Regions from separate parts of the Pan troglodytes genome. Here all the other regions are linked to region 1. A link is a contact called in public Hi-C and HiChIP or PLAC-seq data. All regions are on one chromosome and are shown on one strand. The core of a region is the stretch at or near the end of the contact, and the rest is flanking DNA. Distances in the headings are between cores, read along the strand shown. Region 1 holds the start of BOD1 (biorientation of chromosomes in cell division 1). Region 2 holds the start of NSG2 (neuronal vesicle trafficking associated 2). Region 3 holds the start of CPEB4 (cytoplasmic polyadenylation element binding protein 4).

Region 1 (3,511 bases), core at 442-2,941:
AACCTAACGGCATATAAGAAATATGAATGGAGAACTTGTCCTAGGAAAGGTGAAAGCTCTGTCAATACAGATCTGGGATGCATATGTATTAAATTACTTTGTTTCAAGGACAGACTTCTAGTTGGGCTTTTCATCTTGGAGAAGGAACAGTGTATACCACTTTCTCTCTCTACATCCGTATTTACCACCTGGTTTATTTACATGTCAGTTTTCTAACCTAGACTATAAGTTTTGAGGATGGGGTAGTGACTTATTCCTGTAATCACACAGCTTGGCAACTAGAGGCCAATAAACGTTCAACGAATAAACAGACTACGTTTTTCCCTATCTTAAGGTCTAATTCTAAGCTCACAATCTTGCTGTGAGGTAAGCAAAACGTTTCCATGACAGGCTGTGGTAGGAGAAATCACTACCCTGCAGGAGTCCAGTGACAGGGTCTCCTAACCTACAACCACAGTCGTGGTTAGACAAGTTTTGAAAAGGAAGAAAATGAACATTCCAGCAACTACTGTATGTCTGATACTTAACACCCATTATTTCATTGAATCCAAACCACCCTGACGAGTAGGTAAAGTGAAATAGCGTTTTACTGGTGGGACTGACCAATGGCATTAGGATCTAAACTAGGCACCAAATCTCCTTTAATCAATGATAAAGTGCAAAATAAGGGTGCTGTTTCTACAATTTATCTTAATTCAACGCCCTACTAGTCTGCAAAACAATGAGCTAGAGAAAAGGAATAAACAGCTATAAAATGGTGATGACTGTGTGTTCAAATCATTGTGTTTAATGCCAGCTTCTCAGTGGTGAGTACGGAACAGGTGGAAATTCTAAAGCACGCTTGCTTATCTACTTGGTTTCGAAGTTTGTTATTAAGGGCCTCAGAGGAGTTCCATCTTGGGAATGATACGGTCTAGGCTCTAAAACCCACATTGAAACCCCAAGTTCGGAGAAGGGACTGGGTAAAACCACAACTAGTAGTAAATGTATCAGACAGGAACCCACGTGTGCATCGCTCAGAAAGCTCTCCGTACTGCCCCAAGCGGTGTAAGACCTCACTGCTGAGATTTCTAAGCTATCTTTTGTTTCGCTCTCGGCTTTCGAAAATCAAAGCTGCCACCCGGCGGCCTCACGTGCAGCCCCGCTCCCCAACGCCCAGGCGGCCGCAGCTACCTTGGTGTCCACGTCGGCCAGGCAGTCCCGGCGGAAGCTGTCAAAAAGGCCCCGGCTCTTGAGCTGCTCCACGATGAGAGCGATGAGCTGCGGGTCGCCGGGAGGCAGCGAGGCCGGGTTGATGGGGCCACCGCCCCCGCTGGCCCCAGTAGCGCCAGTCGCTGCCCCGGCAGAGGCCTGGCTAGTTCCGCCGCCGCCCACCGCGCCAGTTCCCCCGCCGCCGCCGCCGTCCGCCATGGCTGCGCCCCGGGCCCACAAGGGAGAACGACTATAGCTTCTTCTCCAGGACAGAAGGCCTAGAACGTGTAGAGGTGGTGAAGGGGGCGGTGAAGGAGGAGGGCCCCAAGGCGGCAGCGGCGGAGGTGACGGTGGTGGTGGCGGCGGCGGTGGCGATGGCGGCGGGGGCGGTGGTGGGGGCGGCGGCGGCGAAGGCCCCCTCTGATACAGCAGAGGTTGTGGTGGACGCGGCAGAAACGGCCTGCTCGATTCCAGGCGCACCCCAGATGGCGTCAACGTTGACCTTTGCATTGTGGGGCGGGAAGTTTTCTGTGGCCATCTCCGGCGTTCTTTATAGGCAGCGGCCTAGCCGAGAGAAACTACAACTCCCGGCAGGGTTCGTGCTTGCTCGTCGCGATTTCGCGGGGCAATATGGGAACTGTAGGCGCAGGCCTCGTGATCGCTGCAACCCGCCAGGCCTTCCCCGCCCACTCTCTGCTGACTTCCCATTCAATCAACACGTCCCAGCAGGGCCTGATTATAACAGTCATCTGTGGAGCTGATTAAAAGTATAGATTACCAGAATTATTTCTTAAAGATTTTTATCCAGTATTTACGGGTCGACACCTAGCAATCTGCGCTTTAGCATGCACTCCCACGTCCTTCTTGAACAACATGTTCCGGGAAATTCCGGAAACAGTGGAACAGTCAAAATTCTATTGTTCAGAAATTTGTGAGTTTCCCTCCTTTTGGTTTTAATAGCAATGCATACTCATTTTAGAAAATTGGAAAATAACGGAAAAGTGTGAAGAAGAAAATAAAAGTTTTCCTTAAGTCTGTCTTATATGTGTGTGGATTTCCTCCCAAATATTAAATATTGTCAATCATAAGCCAATATTGAATAATTGAAAAGTGTCAGGCGTGATGCTATGCACTTTCCACGCACTTCTTCACAATAATTTTAAAAAGCAGATACATACTACTATTATTGCTATTTACAGACGTAGAAATGGAGGCAGAAGAAAGTTTGTTAACCTAATCACATACCTAGAGGTAGAAAAGTAGGATTTGAACCCAGGTTTTGAGGATCTAAATCTTGCATTTTAGCCTGAGGTATCCTGAGAGCTAGTTGGTATCCCACAATAGGTAAGGCTTTATATCCTGTTTTTTTTAAGTAGCCACAATTCACCATTGGAATCCTATAGCTGCCACCATTATCCTCTCTTCCCTTCATCTTTTGCCTATTGTTAGCTCAGCTCCCCCTCCCAACCTCAGCAATTATGTCTGCTATTGTTATTTCCTCTTCTTACACAAGCAGTAGAGGGGATGTAAATAGCAAATTCTCCAATATCCTTGGCTCCTGCGAAGATGCAGAATTGGCAAAGATCCAGGATGTTCTCCACACCAATATTTAGTACTCAAGACAGTTTAATTTTTTTTTCTTTTTTTTTTTTGAGACAGAGTCTCACTCTATCACCCAGGCTGGAGTGCAGTGGTGCAATCTTGGCTCACTGCAGCCTCCGCCTCCTGGGTTCAAGCAATTCTCCTGCCTCAGCCTCCCGAGTAGCTGGGATTACAGGCGCATGCCACCATACCTGGCTAATTTTAGTATTTTTAGTAGAGATGGGGGTTTCACCATGTTGGCCAGGCTGGTCTTGAATTCCTGACCTCAAGTGATCTACCCGCCTCAGCCTCCCAAAGTGCTGGGATTACAGGTGTGAGCCACCACACCTGGCCAAGAGAGTTTAAATTAACCCTCAAAAGAAACATTCAGGTGTGGGATTATACTCATCCTCTAACACCAGCTCAATCATTCACAATGGGTCAGTTAATGACAAACATTCTCTCTTAATAGCTCACCATCCCTGAGATTACCTAATGTCTGTTCCTACTGGTTGACTCTACGTTGATCACTCACCTTTAACCCCAGGAGAAGCCCAGTTCAGGCTGCCTCAGCCCCAGGTTCTTTCTTCTCCAAGCCCTTGATCACTCTGACTAGTCCCTTCTCCATTTTTGGCACCCCACATCTTACTCTCCTTCCTCAGGGAAAATTCTTCTGACCCCTAGATCCAATGAGGTACTTCCTCAATGCTACAGACACTCAAAGCCTCATTTTTTGTAG
Region 2 (3,511 bases), core at 316-2,815, 420 kb after region 1:
TTTTTTAGCTGTTGTTTGAGTTTCTTATATATTCTGGGTATTAACCCCTGGTCAGATGCATAGTTTGCAGATATTTTCTTCCATTTTGTAGGTTGTCTCTTTAGTCTGTTAATTATTTCCTTTGCTGTGCAGAAGCTTGGCTTGAAATTATTAAAAGTGTGATTTCTATGTGTGAATCAATCACAAGACATGTCAAAGGGAATTTCTTTTTCCTCTGGAGGAAAAAGATTAAACACAAGGGTTCACAATTGACTCCACGTGGTTATCATTGTGTTGTCACAATGATTGTACCTGAAAACTCATCTAGGTCTTTGGAAAGAAGAGAATGGAGGACTAACATTTATTGGGACACTCCCATATCATGTATCTGCCTACTTCTATTAATATAGCCCTGTGCAGCTCAGATGTGCTAGCCTTTGTTGCCTCAGAAAATGTCTCTGTCTCTCCACACACGTGTCCCCCCCGCCACATGTTTCATTACTGAACAATATATATAATACTTACGTTTTCTCTTGACCTTTTAGCTAGCAGAGTGTATGCTCAGCACATGAGCACTAACTAGGGTGACCTAACAATTTATCACATAAACTAGAATACTTTTGAAGGCAAAAGGGGGCCCTATGACAAATGCCAAGACAGCTGGGCCTCATGAAGTGCATCATAAGCAGCACTGCAGCTGGGAATGAACAACCATCGGTGACTTGAACCACAGCTTAGTGAAAACAGTGGCAACAGCCTTGACCTCAGAGGATTTGAAGAGAATCTATGAGCAATCCCCAGGGATGAAATAATTCAGCCATTCAGAACCTTGTCCCTAAGTAATAAGGGGTTTCCTTGAGCACAATCTCTTCTCATATTTACAATCACTCTGCAAGAGAGATATTGTTATTCTTACACCAGAGATAAGGAAATGGAGGTTTAAAGAATGAATGCAAAATGTCCAAAATCCATACAGCCAGAATTTGGTAGAGCAGACACTAGGACTTTGCCCTGTCTGATTCCAGGCACCAACTTGGAAGCCATGCAATGTCCTGGGCTGGATACAAATTTTGGTGGCCACCGATCAGGGTTCAAATTCCAGCTCTGGTTACCGTGGCTGCCCTGTATGATCACAGTGCAATGCTGAGTGTAGTAGCTAATGTGAATACAGTGCTTGCCATAGTCCCTGCTCTGTACTACATGCATTCCCTATGCTATCCCATTTCATGCTTTGTACTAACCCCATCATGTGTGTACTATTAGAAACACCATTTTGCAAATGAGGGAGATAGTCTGAAAGAGGCTGGAAAAGTGCCCACTGCATGAAAGATACACAATAAATATATTTCCCTTCTGTCCTGACCACAGGGTCAGAGCACAGTAGAGGTCTTGAACCATTCTGTGTTTTATGATATTGTTCTGGAAGGTCTTAGGAGGCGATGCCTTCTCCTAATGAATGTGCCTGCTTTTTCAGTTTTTCCAAAGGCTCAAGGATTACTTGTTATATGGTGCATATTAATTTTTTTTTTTGATGTGGCCAAAATCCCTCCCACTTTCTTGAAACCATTTTGTCCCGTGCAGTGGTTGTGGCCATGCATAAGAAACAGCAGGTGGTGCCAGATGACAGATGGTGTGGGAGCGCGTTCCCCGGTAGGAGGGGGCGTGAGCGAGCGAGCAGGCAGGCAGCTGCCAGGAGCTCTTCCCTGCTCGCTCACGCCTGCTCTCAGAAGCTCCGATCCAGACACACGCGAGGCGCTGTCCTTTCAGCACCACAAGCTCGGGCTGAGGAGGGAGGACTCCTGGCCGTCCTCCTCCTCTTCAAATTGGCTTGAATCTGCTCTGACCCCCAGGAGTGCAGCACAGTAAGTAGGCATTTGTTTTTGCTATAACCACTCCCCAATATCTTCCAACCCCTTTCACCCCCACAACAACCCTGTTTTGTCTAAACGTTCCATCAGCAGGATTGAGAGAAGAAATTCAGTTGTGTTGAGCTTCTGGGGGTGGGAGGGGAGCACCATTTGACTTCTAAGGGATCTGGAGATGAATAAATGTGATTTGTTTATTTAGTTGGCAATCCTGCAATATGGGGGCTGCTAACTTTCCATGGAACCAAAAAAAAAAAAAATGGCCCTTCTCTATTGAGGAAATGGAGGCATTCCATGGCTGAATAACAGGATCAGGTTCAGGCTAGCCTTTTTTTTTGTTGGTTTTTATTTTAGGAAATTGCACCTCATGTACAATCCACATATGATGTAACAGGGTACACATTGAGACGTTGAATGTATTTATTGTGTTTTAGGGTATTGCTGATGGAAAACCAACATAATAGAATAGCAACCAGAGTGGTGAGGTGAAATTTATCATACTGCGGGCGGCGGGGGGTGGTATAATAGGACTTCATTTTGCACTAAGTATAATCTTTTTACTGGCATTGTGTGAGCACTTTAGCTCTAGTGTCTTGGGTATTTGTTTTACACTTATATTTTTTGTGTGTATAGGTTTAGGATTTTCCTTGAATTCCTTAAATTTGAGTGCTGTTGAACCCCATGGGAAGGTGGCATATTTTGATGATTAAAGAAGTTTTGTTGGACAATGGGAATCATGTCTGGAAATCTAGTGGAAGATCAATGACTGATCACTAGATTGAAAGCCACTTGAGTGGAGCTGTTGAGGACAGTGCTATTTTCTCTGTCGTCAGCCCTCTCTTTCTGCCTCACCTCCTGCTGTAACCAGAATCCCACTGCTTGCCTTAGGTCTGGGAAGAAAGGCGTAAGGATGGTGAAGCTGAACAGTAACCCCAGCGAGAAGGGAACCAAGCCGCCTTCAGTTGAGGATGGCTTCCAGACCGTCCCTCTCATCACTCCCTTGGAGGTTAATCACTTACAGCTGCCTGCTCCAGAAAAGGTAAAGCAGGTCCTCTTGCTCTCATCAGCCCCCAGGCTCCCCCCATCTCAGGAAATAAAGCAGCAAAAAATTCCACCCCCCAAATCCTTTCATTCCCTTATCTGCCAAATGTGCTCCCTCTCTTATAAAATGTAGTTATTCCTTCCAGAGCCAAGACATCTCTTGTGTTATTTCAGATTTATGGTAAGTGTTTATTCATTTTTTGTTCATATCTGCATAAATGGGCAAGCAAATTGATCTTTCCTTGTTAAAGTTTTCTTACAGCTGGTGAATACTAATAAGCTTCTAGGTGGTGACAGAAAATTCATCTTGATTATTTTGGGAAGGTCTTTCAAAAATTGACAGGTATAGATTTGAGGACAGAGGATTGGATTCACTCAAACAAGCATTCAGTTTGTACCTGCTAAGGCCCTGTCCCTATACTAGGAGTTGGTTATAAAAAGACAAAATTACAAAATCCTTTTCTAGTATGACAGATTAATTCATCCTGGTAAATGTTATACCTGAGCATTACAAAGATTGTGAGGGTGCACAGGTGGAAACAACTAAATTCTGTTGGGGTGGAGAGGGTTTGGGAATGGGACTGAGAAGACAGGTTAGGCAAACTGCAGAGGAGAGCATTTGAATT
Region 3 (3,511 bases), core at 705-3,204, 270 kb after region 1:
ACCTCTGCCCTTAAGAAACTAACCCACTGACAACCAGCAGTAATTAAAAGAGAGGAATCTACAAGACATTAGAGAGAGGGCCAGTCAAAGAAACCATTCTGGCGGAAAAGACACCTGACGGAACCAGCTACGTTTCCAGGCATGTCCAGTTGTAGGGAATAAACAGCAGGTAAGACCCAATCTCTATGCTCAAAGAATCCATAGTAGAGTTACAGAGACAAGACTCATGCTCATGGCACAATGAAAGAGAATAAAATCACCAATTGAAGGCCCTCAGGTGTTCTACACGGAAGTGATGGAGGATTGACAGACTGAGGCAGAAGTTGAGACCATTAGAGGAAGGCTATGGAAATGAAATGGAAGCCACCTTTGTTCACACTATTCTTCATTAATCTTGGTATCTTTTTTTTTCCCTCTAGTTTTGCCAGTTACTTCTGGCTCTACCCTGATTTCTTTGTTCATTTTTCTTCCTGCTAAAGGAAAATACTCACTTATTTAACATCTTTAAAGCTGTGCTGAGAGCAAAGCATTATCCTAAGCCCTGATGGTGGTCATAGCGTTGGGAATGTACAAAGATAAACAAGACATTAAAGCCCTTGAGTACCAAACATAATGAAAAGTCTGATATGTGAGCTCCAAACCAAATGGCAAAAGGAAGGAAATAATTAATTCAGACTTGGAAACAGGAGTGAGGGGTGGGGGGTGGGTGATGGGTGGAAGGGGTGGCAGTGGGTTGGGGGGCTGTCACTCAGGGAAGACTTCATTGTTGCTGGTTTGTTCATTCACGTTTTCAGGATTCATTCACTGATGTCTCGCATCTACAATGTCTGCTCCTGAAAGAGCCCACGGTCCAGCACAGGTCTGGAAGACATAAACCATCACAATACAGTGTGAGAAACAAGCACGAGATGTACACAGGGCCGTGGACGCTTATAAGAGAGAATTCAGAAGATGCTGTCGGTGGCTTTTGAACTGATTCCTAAAAATAAATAGGAATTTACCAAAGGAGAAGAGTGGAAAGGACATGTAAAAAGGCATTGAGAGTGTGTTTGGAGGGGGAAGAGGCACTAAGATATACCACCCATTAGGTAGAAAGGCTTGAATACCAGACTAACAAGTTTGGCCTTTATCTTCGAAATAATGGGCAACCATAGAAGAAATCGGAGCATGTGAGGGTCAAGATAAAATTTTAGTTTTGGAATTTTCCCTCTGGTATTGCGTGTAAGGTGTACTAGATCGGGATGATACGGGGGCTTAGCCACAGACGCCTCAGCTGCATCTCTGCGCCTGGGAGACTGCACCAGATGCGAGCCTAGCAGAATGGGAGAGTGGGAGGTGCGGGTGAGTGAATGGAAGGTTAAGGGAGAGTCCCTCGTGAGGTCTACATTCTGGGCAAGGGCAAACGCAGTTCTAGGCACCGCACAGCTGCTGGGAAGACCCGCCTCCCCTTCCAGATCCCTCTGGGGCGGAGCTCGGCCCAGAGCACGTGATGCTTGGAGCACCACCTTTACTGTGGGCACCCTTCTCATTCATCCGCGGTTTCACGGGCCGCCACTTCGATCTCCAACACCTTAACCGTATGTCTTCGTGAGCGAGGAATCCGTTCTCCTTGACACGTCCCTATTGCTCCTCCTGCAAAGCCCAGTTAGGGAAGAGAAATATCAAAGGAGTCCCCTGCCCACACAAAAGATGGCGACCTGCTGCGCTCACTCTGGGTGGGGGAAGCGGGTTCCAGGCGCCCGGCCTCACTAGGCGAGGCGCAGACGGAAGAGGCGTCTCTGGAGGTAACTTTTCGACCTTCCTGGGAGTAGCTCTGAAGCGAGGGGGTGTGGCCTCGTCTGAGTTCTAACAGATGATTGGTCTTCCGGCAGGTAGGTGGGGAATGAGTGCTACCCCCACCCCTCCCTCTTCGAACCGGAAGTGTCTCTGGGTCTTTCCAGCTGGTTGTCATTTCACTCGGCTCGGTCCTGAGGAGAAGGACTCAGCCGCGGCTGCGGGACCCGGGCACCGGGAGGCGGTGGCGGCGGCGGCGGCGGCGGCAGCAGCGGCGACAGCAGAGGAGGAAGAGGAGGAAGAAGGAAAGAAAAAGAAGAACCAGGAGGAGTCCTCAACAACGACAGCGGGGACTGCGGGACCAGGGTAAAGCGGTGACGGCGGCGACGGCCCAGCAACCGTGAGGAGAAACAAAAGCCTTCTAAATTATAGTTTAAAAAAAAATTCTGGGGGAAAAGAGAGAGAAAGCCGAGGGGGGAGGCCCTTCTCCTTTAAAATAACTACGGTAGTGGGTTTTTCCTTTTTTTCCTCTTTTTTCCCTCTCTGCGGAGAATCGAACTGAGGGAACTGAACAAACCGCCCCTGGGTCCCATGAGGGAAAAAAACCCCGGAGCCGCAGAGAGGGGAAGAGGCAGAAACCGCAGGACCTTCCAGGTCGCCCCCTCGGTCCCCGCACCCCCAGGCCGCCCGCTCACCCTCGTCGAGTCTCGCTAATCCCTCCTGATCGCGACCCCCGCAAGAGGGAGAAACGGGTGTTTCCAACCCCTTTCATGGGGGAGAGGAAGCCGCGGGGAGCCCAGGAACAGCGACCGCAGCAAGATCTGCACCCGGAGCCTCAGGAACAGCCCCAGAGGCCAAAACTGCACCCTGCGAAAGAGCAGAAAACAGGACCAGGAACAGCAGAAACCTCCCTGCAATCATCTTTCCATTAGTCAATGCTGATTTCCTCTCCCGAAACCAGGAATTCACTTCCCACCCCAGATAACCTAATATAATCTATATATATAAATATATAATATATAATGTTCTTAAATTATTCCTGATTTTTTTTAACCAAGCTGCCAAGAAAAGAACGTATTCCCCTCTTAGTCCTATTCTAATTTTTATGTGAGTGAATCTAAACTGCTGAGGAAAACCATATGTGATTGTTAAATTATATATATCTATATTTTTACTCCGCGCAAGGCTTATTCTTCTACATCCATAGATGCTTGAGAAGCTCTGTTTTTGTCATTCATGTACATTTTCCTTTGGAAAAAGAAAGCGCCTATTTTACTAACCAAAGACTTGATTTTTACCCTCTTCATTTTTATTCCCTCCTAAAAATAAGCCCAATTGGATCCAAGTCAATGTTTTAAGAGATTTTTTTAAGAGTTGTTTTTTCTTTCAGAGACCAGAATTCCAAATCAGAACAATTTAAGGTGATAAGCTGCGATCTTTGAGCTAGCTATAAATAAGACATTTCAAGCAAGCAAGCAAACAACTTAAATTTGGGGAAGAGGAAAAAAAAGGCGTGAGACATCAGGTTGTCATTTTTTATTGTGAGATTCTGCTCCTAAAAATAATAAATGGGGGATTACGGGTTTGGAGTGCTAGTGCAAAGCAATACTGGGAATAAATCTGCTTTTCCAGTCAGATTCCATCCACATCTGCAGCCTCCACACCATCACCAAAATGCCACCCCCAGCCCTGCTGCTTTTATAAATAATAACACAGCTGCCAATGGCAGCAGTGCTGG

The links. Hi-C and Micro-C count contacts between places; a contact is called where the count stands out from the background. HiChIP or PLAC-seq counts read pairs in DNA pulled down with a chosen protein or histone mark.
Region 2: a contact with region 1 is called in an H3K4me3 HiChIP or PLAC-seq map of stem cell-derived excitatory neurons, with 8 times the contacts expected there. The contact joins the promoter of NSG2 here to the promoter of BOD1 in region 1. A contact is called at or near these places in 1 of 7 Hi-C or Micro-C datasets (stem cell-derived neural progenitor cells) and 1 of 1 datasets of contacts at active chromatin or transcription factors (stem cell-derived excitatory neurons).
Region 3: a Hi-C map of stem cell-derived neural progenitor cells shows a contact between it and region 1, with 6 times the contacts expected there. The contact joins the promoter of CPEB4 here to the promoter of BOD1 in region 1. A contact is called at or near these places in 1 of 7 Hi-C or Micro-C datasets (stem cell-derived neural progenitor cells) and 1 of 1 datasets of contacts at active chromatin or transcription factors (stem cell-derived excitatory neurons).

What each region holds. Positions count from the first base shown.
Region 1 is chr4:171,269,193-171,272,703 of NHGRI_mPanTro3-v2.0_pri, forward strand. BOD1 (biorientation of chromosomes in cell division 1) reads right to left here and starts at 1,692. Exons shown (of 4, transcript XM_063811670.1): 1 at 1,174-1,692. The coding sequence starts at 1,410.
Region 2 is chr4:171,693,634-171,697,144 of NHGRI_mPanTro3-v2.0_pri, forward strand. It overlaps NSG2 (neuronal vesicle trafficking associated 2), which reads left to right and starts at 1,566. Exons shown (of 5, transcript XM_518109.8): 1 at 1,566-1,841; 2 at 2,733-2,883. The coding sequence starts at 1,600.
Region 3 is chr4:171,536,728-171,540,238 of NHGRI_mPanTro3-v2.0_pri, forward strand. It overlaps CPEB4 (cytoplasmic polyadenylation element binding protein 4), which reads left to right and starts at 1,955. Exons shown (of 10, transcript XM_001155432.7): 1 at 1,955-3,511. The coding sequence starts at 3,342.